3 separate regions of the Sus scrofa genome follow, and all the other regions are linked to region 1. The links are chromatin contacts, called in public Hi-C maps. All regions are on one chromosome and are shown on one strand. Each heading gives the region's core, a stretch centred on a gene start, on an enhancer-like site or on the middle of the called end of the contact. The rest is flanking DNA. Distances are from core to core; before and after follow the strand shown. Region 1 holds the start of ASAP3 (arf-GAP with SH3 domain, ANK repeat and PH domain-containing protein 3). Region 2 holds the start of E2F2 (transcription factor E2F2). Region 3 holds the start of TCEA3 (transcription elongation factor A protein 3).

Region 1 (3,933 bases), core at 992-3,491:
CAGGAAACCTCAGGAAAGTCCAATCCAAAGGTCAGATTCTAACTTCTGGGCACTGAAATACTGAAGAGAAAAGCTGTATTTGGGTGTCACAAACCTTTCCACTGCAAAAATGAACTCTTGCGTGCACCAAACTAAAGTCCCCGAGGCAAAAGAGACTAGGTTTTGTCTGGCCTGAACTGGGGCAAAGCCGAGCCCTGCAGGGAGGCTGCTGTAGCCTCTAGACCCATTCCAAGGCACCCTCCCCCAGGCACACACAAGTGCTTACACACTCGATGCCAGGCAAGGCCAGATGCACAGGCATAAATGGGCATTTCTGTCCCGGGAGAAGGTTTCATAGTACAGCCCTTTCTCCTGATCCCTCTCTGATTTAACATTTTAATGAACAACCCACAGAGGAGTGTGAACTGTGAAAGCCCTAAGGGTGCTGACTGCACTGAACTCTTCTGGTTCACAAAATGTAAGGCTACGAAGACAAACCTCAGGAAGCTTGATCCTCAAGATGAGGCTCTGAGGCAGTCTCCCTGTGAGCCTCCAGTAAAATACAATCTACATTCATAGGTGTGCACTCCAAGCTACTGGTTCTGCCCAAGGAAGGAAGCCAAAGGTCACTGGCTGCTTCTTATTTTAATTAAAACATGTATCCCCACTAGATGAAAAATAGTAGGCTAGGCTCTGTGAGTGAAATGAGGACAAAAGAGATTCAGTCCCTGTCTAAAGAGGTATGTCAATTAACCTGATGATCATTTCATTAATCAAAATGCACGCCTTACATACATGACCTCATGTAATACCATAGTCCTGTGAGGTAAACACTATCATCCCATTTTACAGATGCCAAAAGTGGGGCTCCAACAGATCAGGTCACGTGCCCAAGCTCACACAGCTGGCAAACTGCGGAGCCACAAGGTGAACACAGGTAGGCCACCCCCAAAGTCTGTGATCTTTCCACAGTTCCCCATCACCCCTACAAAGTGACACAGACAGACTCTGGGATGGGGGTTCAGACAGCCAAGAAGAGGAAGACAGGAAGAGATTTCCCAAGACATTGGCCCAGAGGGATGAAGAACTATTAATTTTTGGATCTTCCACACAGTAGGTGCTCAATATTCCTCTGATGAAGGAAGAAATCTGAGAAATGTTGCTGAGGTCCAAAATGCCACCCAAGGTCAGGGCATCTTCTGACAGGGAGCTGCAAAAACACATTATTCCCCCTTGGCCCAAAGCTTCAGGAGGGTATCTGCCCTAGAATATTCCCGCAGAGGAGGCCCAAGAAAGTGCAGCGGGTCCTGAGAACAGGAATGAAACCCAAACGAGCAGGGGAATGGGGTGGGGCAGCCTGCAAGAGCCAAAGAAAAGGCCTGGGACGCATTGCTGGGAAAGACAAAGAGGAGAGGGGAGGGCAGAGGAGACTAAACATGAGAACAGTCTGGCCAAGGTGAACCCCAGCTCCTGGCGCCTTTTCATTCGCATTCATGCCACAAACACCGGCCAAGTCTCAGAACCAGCAGTCTGGGGGAGGGGGCCTCCCGGCAGCCAGGGAGAAGTTCAGGACTGAGGAAGGAAGGTCTGCTTGCCAGAAAGAGAATGACTGGGGCGGAGGGGGGGGAAACTTGTGGGGCTCCAAAGATGAAAACTCAAACAGATGCAGTCAAACTCTGAGCAAACCCACACGCGACTGGGCGGCAGGCAGGTCATCAGAAGCATTAGCGGGTTAGTCCTGCGCACGGAGCCGAGGCAGAGACTTCCTGTGAAGTCTGTCGTCGAGGTGACCTCGAGCCCACCCCCCAAAAAATAAACGGTCCCTCGGTCCCTCCCCCAGACTCGACGTGAGGACGCAGATGTTTGAGATGCACTCGGTTCACAAAGATCTAGGGAGAGGGTAGGTTTCTGGGGCGCGGTAAGGGCCGTCGCAGCTCCAGTCACGGCTGTGAAGGTCAAGGCGAGGCCCGGCCGGGACCCCAGACCCCTCCCGCCTCGGCCCCCTCACCTCCTCCCGCGCCAATGCTGCCCCCCGGCACCGGGGTATCTTGGCGGCGAAGACGGCAGCCCCTGCCGGGGAGCTGAGGTCCTCTGCGGTGACGGCCAGGAACTCCGCAACGCTGAGCTGCTCGGGCATGGCGGGAGCGGGGTGGGGGCTCCGGGGCTGAAGGAGTGGGGCCCGGGGGGCGCTCGCTGCGCTGCACTGGCACCGCCTCACAGCCCGCCGCGGGCTCCGTCCCGGCCTCCGCACGCCCCGCCCCCTCCGCGCCCCGCCCCCCCACTGCCTCCGCCCGGCACTGCCGCGTCCCCTCGCGTACTGGGAGCCCGGGAGCCCAGACCTTTTCCACCCCGCCCGCTCCTAGGCCCCGCCCACGGCCTTCCAGCCTCGCTCCCCACCTTAGCCGGCACCGCCGGTCCCCCGCCCGCCCCGGGCTCCTCAGCCCCGCCCTCTGGCCGCCCAGCCCGTGAAAGCTCCGCCCCGGCTCGCTTCCCCGCCCCGGCCCCTCCAAGGGCTCCGCGGCCCCGCCCCGTGCCTCTCCACGGGGTCCTTCGGCCGCCCTTAAAGCCCTGCCTCCCTCTCGGCTTGCCCTTGGCTCCACCTCTTTTCGTCCAGCTCCCAGGCGTCCCAAGTTACTCTCGCTTCTAAAGCCCCGGTGCCCCATCTCCTCAGCCCTCCTTAATACGTCTTGCGTCTTCCTCTCCTACCCATTAGTTCCCAGCCCTCATGACCCCACCCCTTCAGATTCACAACCCACCCCCGACCCCGACTCTTGTCTCTCTCAAAGAGGATTTGGGGGTGTTTCGGTGCCCCTCTCCGCCCCAAATCATCCGACCCCTATTTTGCTCCCCACACCCAGCTCTCCGCCTGAGTTTAGCCAGGGCCTCCCACCCGGCCTTTTGCTCCGCGCCTAGCCATGTGCCCTTGCTTTGGGGTGTTTGTGGCTCGGCGCCTGGGTAACTGTGTCACCTGGGGAAAATTACATCTCTTCTTGGAACTTCAGTTTCCTGCACTGCAAAATGGGAAGTCTAATGCCCACTTGGTTGGGATGTTTCGAGGAAGGAACCTAACCCCTGCCCCCCCCCCCCGCCCCTTACTCCGCCCTCTCACCCTCGCCTTCATTCTTCCCATCACCTCTCAACCTCACTCACCCTCCCTACCTGGCTAAAGACTGCCACTCTTCCCCACTCACTAAACTTTGCCTCTTGGGAACCACTTGTATGGATGAGAGATGGTGTTCAGAATAAAAATCCATTTGGGTTCAGTTCTGGAGCCTGAAGTCCCCAGGAAAGTATCAGGAAAGCACTGCGGTGCAGAACATTGAACATTCGCCTTGGAGTCAGATGTTCTTGAAATGGCCTAATGGTATTCACCCGGCTAAGTGATTAAGAGGATTATATAGTTTGTGCAGGGGGGAAAAAAAAAACCCTAAAAACTAAAATACACGAAAATATTACCAGCTGAGGACATTATGAGTAATTTTTTTTTCTTTTGGCTAATCAGTGTATTCTAACTTTTCTGTAATGAATTTATACTACTTGCGTAATAGAATTAAAAGTTGAAAAAAATGTGTACAGTCTGGTGGAGGAGACAGAACAAATAGGTTGTGAAACACGCTCTGGTTCATCCTTTCAGTCTGCCTTCAACCCACTCTAGTCTGTCTGTCTTCAGCCACAACTACTCCAGTTATTTCAGGGTCAACTAGGATCTCCTTATCTTCAAAGGCAAAAGGCAATGGTCTTGTGTGACTTCTAAGAACAACTGGTACTGTTAACCACTCCTCTCTTCACGGGACATTCTTTCCCTTGAATCCTGGGAGGACAATTTCCCTTGGTGTCCTTCTCCCTCTGGCTGCTGCTTCTTAGAGCTCTTTCTGAGATGCACTTCTTTTGCCTGTATCTTAAATGCTGGACCCTCTACTCTTCTCATTCTACCCAGGCTTCCTGGACACATTC
Region 2 (4,592 bases), core at 670-3,169, 39 kb after region 1:
GGAAGGAGCCCTGAAAAGTTTTAAGCCTTGAGCATGGGCAAAGCAGGATTCAAGCAGCAGGGAGTGGGGGACTCTGCCCGTAGCCAGAGGTGGCTGGAGACCTATGCCTGCTGACTGACACAGGTCTGACCAGATGCCTCTAGGGCAGAGGGGTGGTCTTATCCCTGTACCTGAATTACTTCACCACTCACACAAAGCAAACCCACAAGAGCCCCATCTCCCCTCCTTGGAGCCTGCTTCCAAAACCCAGGACCTGGAGCTGGAAGAGACTCGAGGTGAGTTAGTCCCACAGCTACCCATGCAGACACACATTTTCAAGACAAGGAAATTGGGACTCAGATTGGGGCCAAGACTTGTCCAAGGACACACAGCGAATAAATGGCAATCAGGACGAGAAACCAGGCTCGCTAACTACCACCCCCACACCCTCAGGGCTCTTCCAACTCCATCCCCACCCTATGGTTGTTTCGATTCTCATGGGCTCCAGGAATTCCACTCCCACACAACACACCCTGTGTCTGGTGCCACCACACATTGGCCCCTCCCTGGCAACGGGCCTGGGGGCTTGAAGAAGGAACAGTCAATCTGAACAGGAACCCCAGAGGGCTGCCCCCAACTTGCACCTGCTACTGGCTGTCTGGAACAGAAGATTGAGCCTGGGGGAGGACCTAGGGCAAAAGTCAGGAAAGAGTTGGCTCAGTGCAAAATTTGGAATCTCAGCCCGACTGGACCTGAGAGACCTCCCCCTATTTTAAAGTCCCTTGTTACTGTCCCCAGGCTCAGCTCTGTGACTGGACAATAGCAGGTGCCCAGCACTGGTTTCTGGGCCAAACAATGAACACAAGAATGAATGACAGCAAATTGATCCCATGGTCTTCCCCAGGGTGCACTGAGGATAGTGTTGGGTCTCCACACTCTTGATCCAGTGCTCATTCCATTCCACTCCAAGAAATGAGGTTATTTCACCCCAAGTCTGAAAACGAAAGGCTCTTCTATTCAGATATTTAGGAAATGTGTTGTTCTGGAAGCTGAAAGCGCCCCTTCTCCCTCCCCAGATTCAACCTGCTTCACTCAGACTGGGTCCCTCCCGCCTTTCCCACACCCAGATAAGCAGAGAGGGAAGCGGTGGGTGAGGGGGGTCCCCAGCATTACCGGCAGCCGGCCAGCCGGCACGCATCGCACAGCTTGGCCCTCCGGTCCGTGGGGGGTGGCGTCGAGGCAGGTGCCCGGCGCTGCGGCGGGAGGCATAGTCTGCGGGTACAGCTGGGTGTAGTAGGTGGTGGTGGCCTGGCAGAGCTGGGGGCTGCTAAGGCCGGGCGGCCACAGCTCGGTGGGGCTCATCGCGGGCAGTCCAGTGGGGGGCGGCCCCGCGGCAGGAGCCAGGACCCGGGGCCCTCGCAGCATGGCGAGTGCAGCGCCCCCTCCCCAGCCGGGCCTGGCGCGCCCGCAGGCACCTGCGGGCTTCGGAGCCTAGGGTGGCTCACACGACCCGCGGCATGGCGCGGAGGCCGGGGGAAGCCGCCAATGGACGCCGGCGGGGCAAGGCCAGACCCTCCCCTCCTGGCCCGCCGCCGAGCCGGACAGCGCTTGGAGATCGCCGCTTGGAGATCGCTTGGTGGCGGCGGCGGCGGCGGCACAGCCAGGGGCTGTCCCGCCCCGAGGACGGCTGCGACCAGCGAGGGCCCTGAGCCCCCGAAGGCTTAGGCGCCTGGGATCCAGCCGGCTCCGGGAAGGGGTCTCTGGGGTACCCGCGGGCTCGGCAGAAACGCGATGCGCTGGGATCGGGGAGACAGACCGATTGCACCGACTCCCTCTCGCCTCGCTCTCGAGTCCCTGAACCTTTCTCTGCTTCTTTTTTTTCTTCTTCTTTTTTTTTTTAGCGCGAAACTGCGTGCCGCGAAATTCGGATCTCCCGCGGAAAATGCCGCGCTCTGATTGGTCGCTGACACAGGCAAAGGCTCCACCCCCCGGAAAGGACCCGACCCCTAGGCGGTGATTACAACAAGAGCCTGGGGCTTAAAGGGGCCGCTACACCTGCTGTTGCTCGGCGCCCGCCAGCGCTGGCTGAGGGAGAAACAGACTGAGAGGATGGTTCCCGCCCAGGGTAGAGGCAGCCGCAAGCTGAGGACTGGGTCCGAATTCCCTGGAGGTGAGGGAAAACACTTTGGCGTGGAGTCCTGACCAGAGCCCAGACCCAGCAAGCAGTACACTGCCCAGGACGCAGGCCTTTTGTTTGCGTATAGTTCAGATAACATATGTGTGTTTATATCCTTTTCCCCCCGCTAAAATGAAATGAAATGAAATGAGAGCCAAAATGAAACTGAAAGCCAGGAACCTGTACTCTTTCCTGGCAAGAGGGTGAAAGACGGAACCTAACATTTGTACCTCTTCAAAGGGGGCTACTGACATCTATTGAGCTCCCATAACCTGGCATATTGATTATGCTAAGCACCTGGCTAGATGATTTCGTTTTATTTCATTTAATTTAATCCAACAACCCTCAGAAGAGGAACAATGTTCTTCGTGGCAAAGATGGACAGTCTGAGAGGCTAGGTAACTTGCCCAAGGTCACACAGAGAGATCAGCGACTTGAGGTCTGGCAGTTCAACATGGGACAGGCCAGCTCCTGGGCCCTTATTTGTTCCAATAAAAGTCTCCTCCCTCACTCTCCCAAGCTGTGCCCGGCCCCTTGCAGGCTTGCTTGGGAGTTCAGACTGCAGGGCTCCAACCTGTTCACAGTGTATGCCCAGAGCCCATCACTCAGTAAATAATTGCACATCTCCAGGTTTCTCCTAAACAATCCTTTAGTCACAGGTCTTCCTTCCCTCATTGCTGATAATCCATTTACATTCCTCATCTCTCCAAATTTAGGGAGGCCAAGGCTCAGAGAAGAGACCTTGGCTAGTGAGTGGCAGAGGCTCCAGAAGTTGCTGCTAAATTCCATATCTGCTGATTCCTGCCTGGTGCTGTGTGATTTTTATACAAGTTTGAGCCTGGCATTCGAAGCACTCTGGAGTCAGTCTCCAGCTTACTACCTACCGGATCCTCAGATCTCCAGGATGAGGTGGTAATAATTCATGGGGATGAAGAACCCAGACTTTGTGGCAGACAGCCCTGGGTTCAATCCCAGGCACTGTCACTTCACTAGCTGTGTGACCCCAGGCAAGTTCTGTAAACTCTCTGAGCTCGGGTTTCCTTATCCCTAGTGACACTCACTTCATAAGATTGTGGGGGAATCTCATGAGATACCACATGTAAAGCTCTCAGCACCCAGCCTAGTTCCTTAGGCACTTAAGAAACAGCAGCTGTGGTTACATCTCTGGCCTTATCTCTAGTACACAGACCCCTTTACTCCAGTCTATGCATTTCACTGGACTTTCATGGCCCAGCCTATTTATTTACTTATTTATTTATTTTTGGCGCACCCACGGCATATTGAAGTTTCCTGGCAAGAGATCAAACCCGCGCCACAGTGCCAATGCAGGATCCTTAATTCACTGAGCCACGAGGGAGCTCCCAGTTAATTTTTTTGATATTACTTTTTTATTTTACTTTTTATTTTACTTTTTTGATATTACTTTTTTATTTTACTTTTTTGATATTACTATTTTATTTTATTCCTTAGCCATTAAAATCATTCAAGCATGTATTTTTCTACATAACTTATTGCGAGCTGATCAATGAATGTTAAATAAAATGTTAATTTTCATCATTTGCTTCAATGCATGTCTTCTTGACCAAGTCTTCATTTTTTATTCCATAATATTTTATGCCTCACCTTTCAGGCAATAAAGAATTTTTATTTTTTTTAAATAATTTTTTTTTTTTTGGTATTTTTAGGGCTGCACTTGTAGCATATGGAAGTTCCTAGGCTAGGGGTGGAATCGGAGCTGTAGCTACCAGCCTAGCCATAGCCAAAGCAAAGCCAGATCCCAACCACATTTGCAACATACATTGTTTGAGACCTACACCACAGCTTATGGCAATGCCGGATCCTCAACCCACCGAATGAGGCCGGGGATCGAACCCGCGTCCTCTTGGATACTAGTCAGGTTTGTTACCACTGAGCCACAATGGGAACTCCAATGAGGAAATTTTAAACACCACAGCTAAGAACCTGAACATTCATCTGCAAGTACCCATACGCTTCTTACATGCAGTTGTGCTCTTAGTGGTTTTCTTACAGCCATCTTTGATGATAAGTTTTGGGAAAACATTTGTCATGACAATCTTCATTCGCCTTCAACTTTATAGGCTCTTTTGCACCTTGAAGAGCCTGGTGACAGGCCCCTAGGCACTGCTGCCCCATCCATACGGCTGACGGGTGCCTTCTTTCCTCAGCAGCCACACTGGAAAAAGCTTCATGACCTAGTTTAAATGTCACTTCTCCAGGAAGCCTTCCCCGCCTGCCTCCCCTCTCATGGTCAGAGTGCCTCTTTCCCTCTTGGGACCTTTCCTGTGTTCTACCTCAACAAACGAAGCTTTGTTTTCATGTCATGTTTATCTGTTAGGTAAGTTCCATCAAGGGACCAGGTGGTATTTCTCCATGCCCCTCAGCATCCAGAGCCTGGCTTGGCATGCAGAAGATGGCT
Region 3 (4,033 bases), core at 547-3,046, 55 kb before region 1:
AAAGCAGGTGTCATCCTCTCACCCTTCCCAAGCATCAGTCCCTGTCTTCCTAGGGTTTCACATCACTTCCATCCTCACTGCCACCAGCAGAGACAAAAATCCAGTGACATTCCTTCCCAGGAGGTAGGTAATCTCATCTTCTTACAGATGAAGAAACTGAGGCTCTGGTCTTTACATGGACCAACTAGTTACTGCCCATGTCTACTCTAGGGCTGCCTGACACTCCATGGATCCAGCGACCCCTACCACTTCCCTGCTCCAAAACCACCCTTAGGGTCCATCCCTTTCCCAAGCTCTGAGGAGTACAGAATGTGCTGGAAAGGCTTAGATGGTGGGAAGAGGAGGACCCTGAGACAGGGCAAAGTGGGGGGACTTACCTGCTGGGCTATCCTCCCCTATCTTCCCTCTCTTGGTGAGCCACCACCCTCCCTATCCCAAGGCCAAGTTTGCTCGGCTCAGCAACCCGGCGGCAGCCAGCTTGAGGCAAAGATCACCCGGAGGATCAAACATTAACTTCAAGTCGCCCGTGCTCTGGGCTCCTGGCACGGGGCGCTTTGGGATCCGCGGGTAGGGCCGCCAGCCCTGATTTCCCCCCAACCTCCCTCCAGCTTCCCCCTCCCGCCAGTACAGGCCTCTAGCGGGTCCCTCTTCCCCCGCCCGCGGGTCCCGTGGGCGCAGCGGCTGCCCGACACCTGTTCAGCCCCCGCCTCCCCGGGCCCCACCCTGCGGCCAAGGAAAGGGAGAGTTGCAAACAGAACAGCTCCTGGAGCCTCAAACCGTGGGGTTGGGGTTTACGAGGCCCCTTCACTTTTCTTTGCCAGATCCACTCCCAGGGTGTGGGACAGACGCGGCTCAGCACCTCTCATCAGCTCAAATTTCTTTGCCCCTTCTCAGGTCACCCAGGATTTTGTTCCCCCTGGTCTCCCGTCCCGAAGTCACCACCGCTCCCCAGGCTTTGCACACGCCGAGTCCCTGGGTCTTTTTCCAGGTCCCCGTCTCTTCGCTCTTTACCGGGCGCTGCACAAGCTGCCCAGGGGCCCCAACCCTGCACGTCCCGGCGGACGTGCTCAAGCCCGGTCTTCGGGGCCCGCACGATCCTGCCCCGGCCCACGCACACGCCCACCCCGAGGTGCCAGCAATCCCCACGGGGCGCTGAGCCCTGCCTCAGCCGCACCTCCCTCGGGTCCCCGAGTCCCGCACGCGCCTCCCGGGCGCCCAGCCAGCACGCGCCCCCGGGAGTCCCGGGTGAGCACGCGCCGCGCCTCCCGGGGGCGGGGGCTGTGGCCCGAACTTTGCCGCCTCACCGTGTTCTTCCTGGCCACCATCTTCTCCAGCTTCCTGGCGATCCTTAGAAGCTCCTCTTCCTGGCCCATGGTGGCCCGCGACGCCCGGCGGGGCGAGGGGCGCAAGGGCGGCAGCCTGGCTTCGGGGGCCTGAGGCGCAACGGCTGAGGGCGCGCAACCCGCGCGGGCCGCTAACACACCCGACACGCACGCCCGGCGGGGGCGGGGGCGGGGCTCTCCCCTACCCCCCTCGGCCGCCGGCCTCCGGACCGTGGGGGAGGGGTGGCGTGCACTAAATATAGACTTCAAGGACTCGCCCGGGCAATCGCCCCGGCCAGTCGGCCCTCCCGAGAGGGGGACGAGGCTGCGAGAGCCGGCCCTTCACCTCAAGCCCGTCCCGGGAGGTTTGGGAAGGAGGACTCTCTGGCGAGTGGGGCGGCCGTCGTTCCAGGACACAAGAGGCTGTGGCGGCCAGGAGGGCGCCAGAGGGTGCTCCGGGAGCCTTGAGAAGAGTTCTGGGCCCCAGAGTCTCTGCACCGTTGCAGCTCAAAGCAGGCGGACCTAGTTCGTGCCTGTGCCCACGTGGAGGCAATTCGGTACACACGAATCACATTATTTTTGCATCATCGCTAAAGCCAGTTGTGTCTGATCCTGGGCTCACTCTTTGGCGCGCACTGCATGTATCCAGCCCTGTTGCCGTCAGTTTGGTGAACAGCTAACAAGCTCTGCTGGTGTTGCAGGTCCCACCAGTGCACGGTGAGGCTTGGGAGATTCTTTTTTTTTTTTTTTTTGCCGTTTCTAGGGCCGCTCTTGCGGCATACGGAGGTTCCCAGGCTAGGGGTCTAATCGGAGCTGAAGCTTCCGGCCTGCACCAGAGCCACAGCAACGCCGCGTCCTCAACCCACTGAGCAAGGCCAGGGATCGAACCCGCAACCTCATAGTTCCTAGTCAGATTCGTTAACCACTGCGCCACAACGGAAACTCCGGGCTTGGGAGATTCTTAAGTGTACCAAACTTAGAAAAATACTGATCCAGGAGCATGGGTGCCCTTTATTTATTCAGGGTCAGGACACTGCCTCTCCAATGGGATTGGTTCTGGAAGGGAGGAAACAGGATTATGCCCTCAAAGCTGTACACACATCTGTGCTCCTGGGGAAGGACCTTCCAAGTGTCCTCAGCAGACACAGATCCCTTCCTAAACAAGTGAGTTTGACAGAAAATGATCTGTGTGTGTGTGTGTGTATGTGAGAGGTGCTTATGGACCTGAAGGGGAGGTTCATAAAGAGTGGTCCATAGTGTTTGGGATGGGGAGTTGTGGCTTGGGGTGTTCAGTGAAATCTCCAGACTTTCCTGAGAGAAACTTAGGGCGCCCCATCCCCTGTCACAGAGTAGATGCCTCTGGCTTCTGATGACAATGTGAAATTAAAATGGAGTGATCACAGTTCAGGCATCCAAAATGGAGTCGAGTGGCCGAGAGCATCTGGTCTCAGACACATCCCCGCATCACTGAAAACTTTCTTTGAACTGTACCAGATCCAAGGACACCACCAGAGTACTCAGAACGACACCTGCCAACTACAAAACCTGATGGTCTCAAGGTCTCCCATTGGAACTGTGCAACCATTTCAGACCCCAACCAATCTTTACTTAACAAGCACTCTTACTTCTGGCCAGCTGCAATTGTAATTCTTGATAAACAACTTGTGTAACTACCTGCAACCTTGAGGTTTTTGCAGCTGTTAAGTCTCCCCCATTTTGTAGTCCTGCAGAACACAACTCAAGCTCTTCTTGAGTCTGCCTCCCAGGCTGCAGTACTAACAAAACCCAAATAAACAGTTTTGTATTTTTTACTTTTTATTATTATTTATTTATTTATTTATTTATTTTGTCTTTTTGCCATTTCTTGGGCCGCTCCCGCGGCATATGGAGGTTCCCAGGCCAGGGGTCCAATCGGAGCCGTAGCCACCAGCCTATGCCAGAGCCACAGCAACTCGGGATCCGAGCCGCATCTGTGACCTACACCACAGCTCACGGCAATGCCGGATCTTTAACCCACTGAGCAAGGGCAGGGATCGAACCCGCAGCCTCATGGTTCCTAGTTGGATTCGTTAACCACTGCGCCACCACGGGAACTCCAGTTTTGTTTTTTTTAATCAGGTCTCCATTTCTAAAATTTTGGTAAACACTTCTAACTGCTGCTGTGTGACCTGGGACCAAGGTAGTTAGGGGGAGGTTTTTCATTCATTCAACAAATACATACTGAATGTCTGAGCAACAAACAAGACAGATCCAATCTCAGCAAGGGGGACTCAGTCTAAGGGTAAGAACAACCTTAAACATCATCAATCCTGTGCTATCCCAACTGGGGTGAGGGTCAGGAAGAAATGGAGGGTAACTTACAGACGTATTTGAGGAGACCTGCACCAGTTAGGGTGTCATGTTCTCTGAGGAAATGAAGTTTAAATTTTGGGCAGAAGTGCTGAGTGGGAGTTGTGGGGAGGAGGAGGAGAGTATTAACATAAGAAGAAACATTCATTCATTCATATATTTATTTAATTTTATTTATTTATTTATTTTTGGCCACACCCATGGCATATGGAAGTTCCCAGGCCAGGGATCAGACCTGTACCACTGCAGTGTCAATGCCAGGTCCTTAACTCACTGAGCCACCAGGGAACTCTCCTTCATGGATTTATTGAACACCTACTATGTCCAGGCACTTTTAGCTCTGGGCATCCTGGGAGGAACAG

What was found. A called contact is a pair of places that touch in the nucleus more often than the background predicts.
Region 2: a contact with region 1 is called in a Hi-C map of alveolar macrophages, with 2.4 times the contacts expected there. The contact joins the promoter of E2F2 here to the promoter of ASAP3 in region 1. A contact is called at or near these places in 2 of 5 promoter capture datasets (fetal liver and liver), 32 of 47 Hi-C or Micro-C datasets (adipose tissue, alveolar macrophages, blood and 16 more) and 2 of 2 datasets of contacts at active chromatin or transcription factors (alveolar macrophages and skeletal muscle).
Region 3: a contact with region 1 is called in a Hi-C map of liver, with 2.1 times the contacts expected there. The contact joins the promoter of TCEA3 here to the promoter of ASAP3 in region 1. A contact is called at or near these places in 7 of 47 Hi-C or Micro-C datasets (blood, embryonic fibroblasts, fetal heart ventricle and 2 more) and 1 of 2 datasets of contacts at active chromatin or transcription factors (skeletal muscle).

The regions. Positions count from the first base shown.
Region 1 is chr6:81,357,813-81,361,745 of Sscrofa11.1, forward strand. It overlaps ASAP3 (arf-GAP with SH3 domain, ANK repeat and PH domain-containing protein 3), which reads right to left and starts at 2,242. Exons shown (of 26, transcript XM_021095526.1): 1 at 1,988-2,242. The coding sequence starts at 2,116.
Region 2 is chr6:81,396,943-81,401,534 of Sscrofa11.1, forward strand. It overlaps E2F2 (transcription factor E2F2), which reads right to left and starts at 1,920. Exons shown (of 7, transcript XM_021095527.1): 1 at 1,153-1,920. The coding sequence starts at 1,404. LOC110261115 (a long non-coding RNA gene) reads left to right here and starts at 1,881. Exons shown (of 2, transcript XR_002344941.1): 1 at 1,881-2,149; 2 at 2,872-4,217.
Region 3 is chr6:81,303,106-81,307,138 of Sscrofa11.1, forward strand. TCEA3 (transcription elongation factor A protein 3) reads right to left here and starts at 1,797. Exons shown (of 11, transcript XM_021095523.1): 1 at 1,305-1,797. The coding sequence starts at 1,373.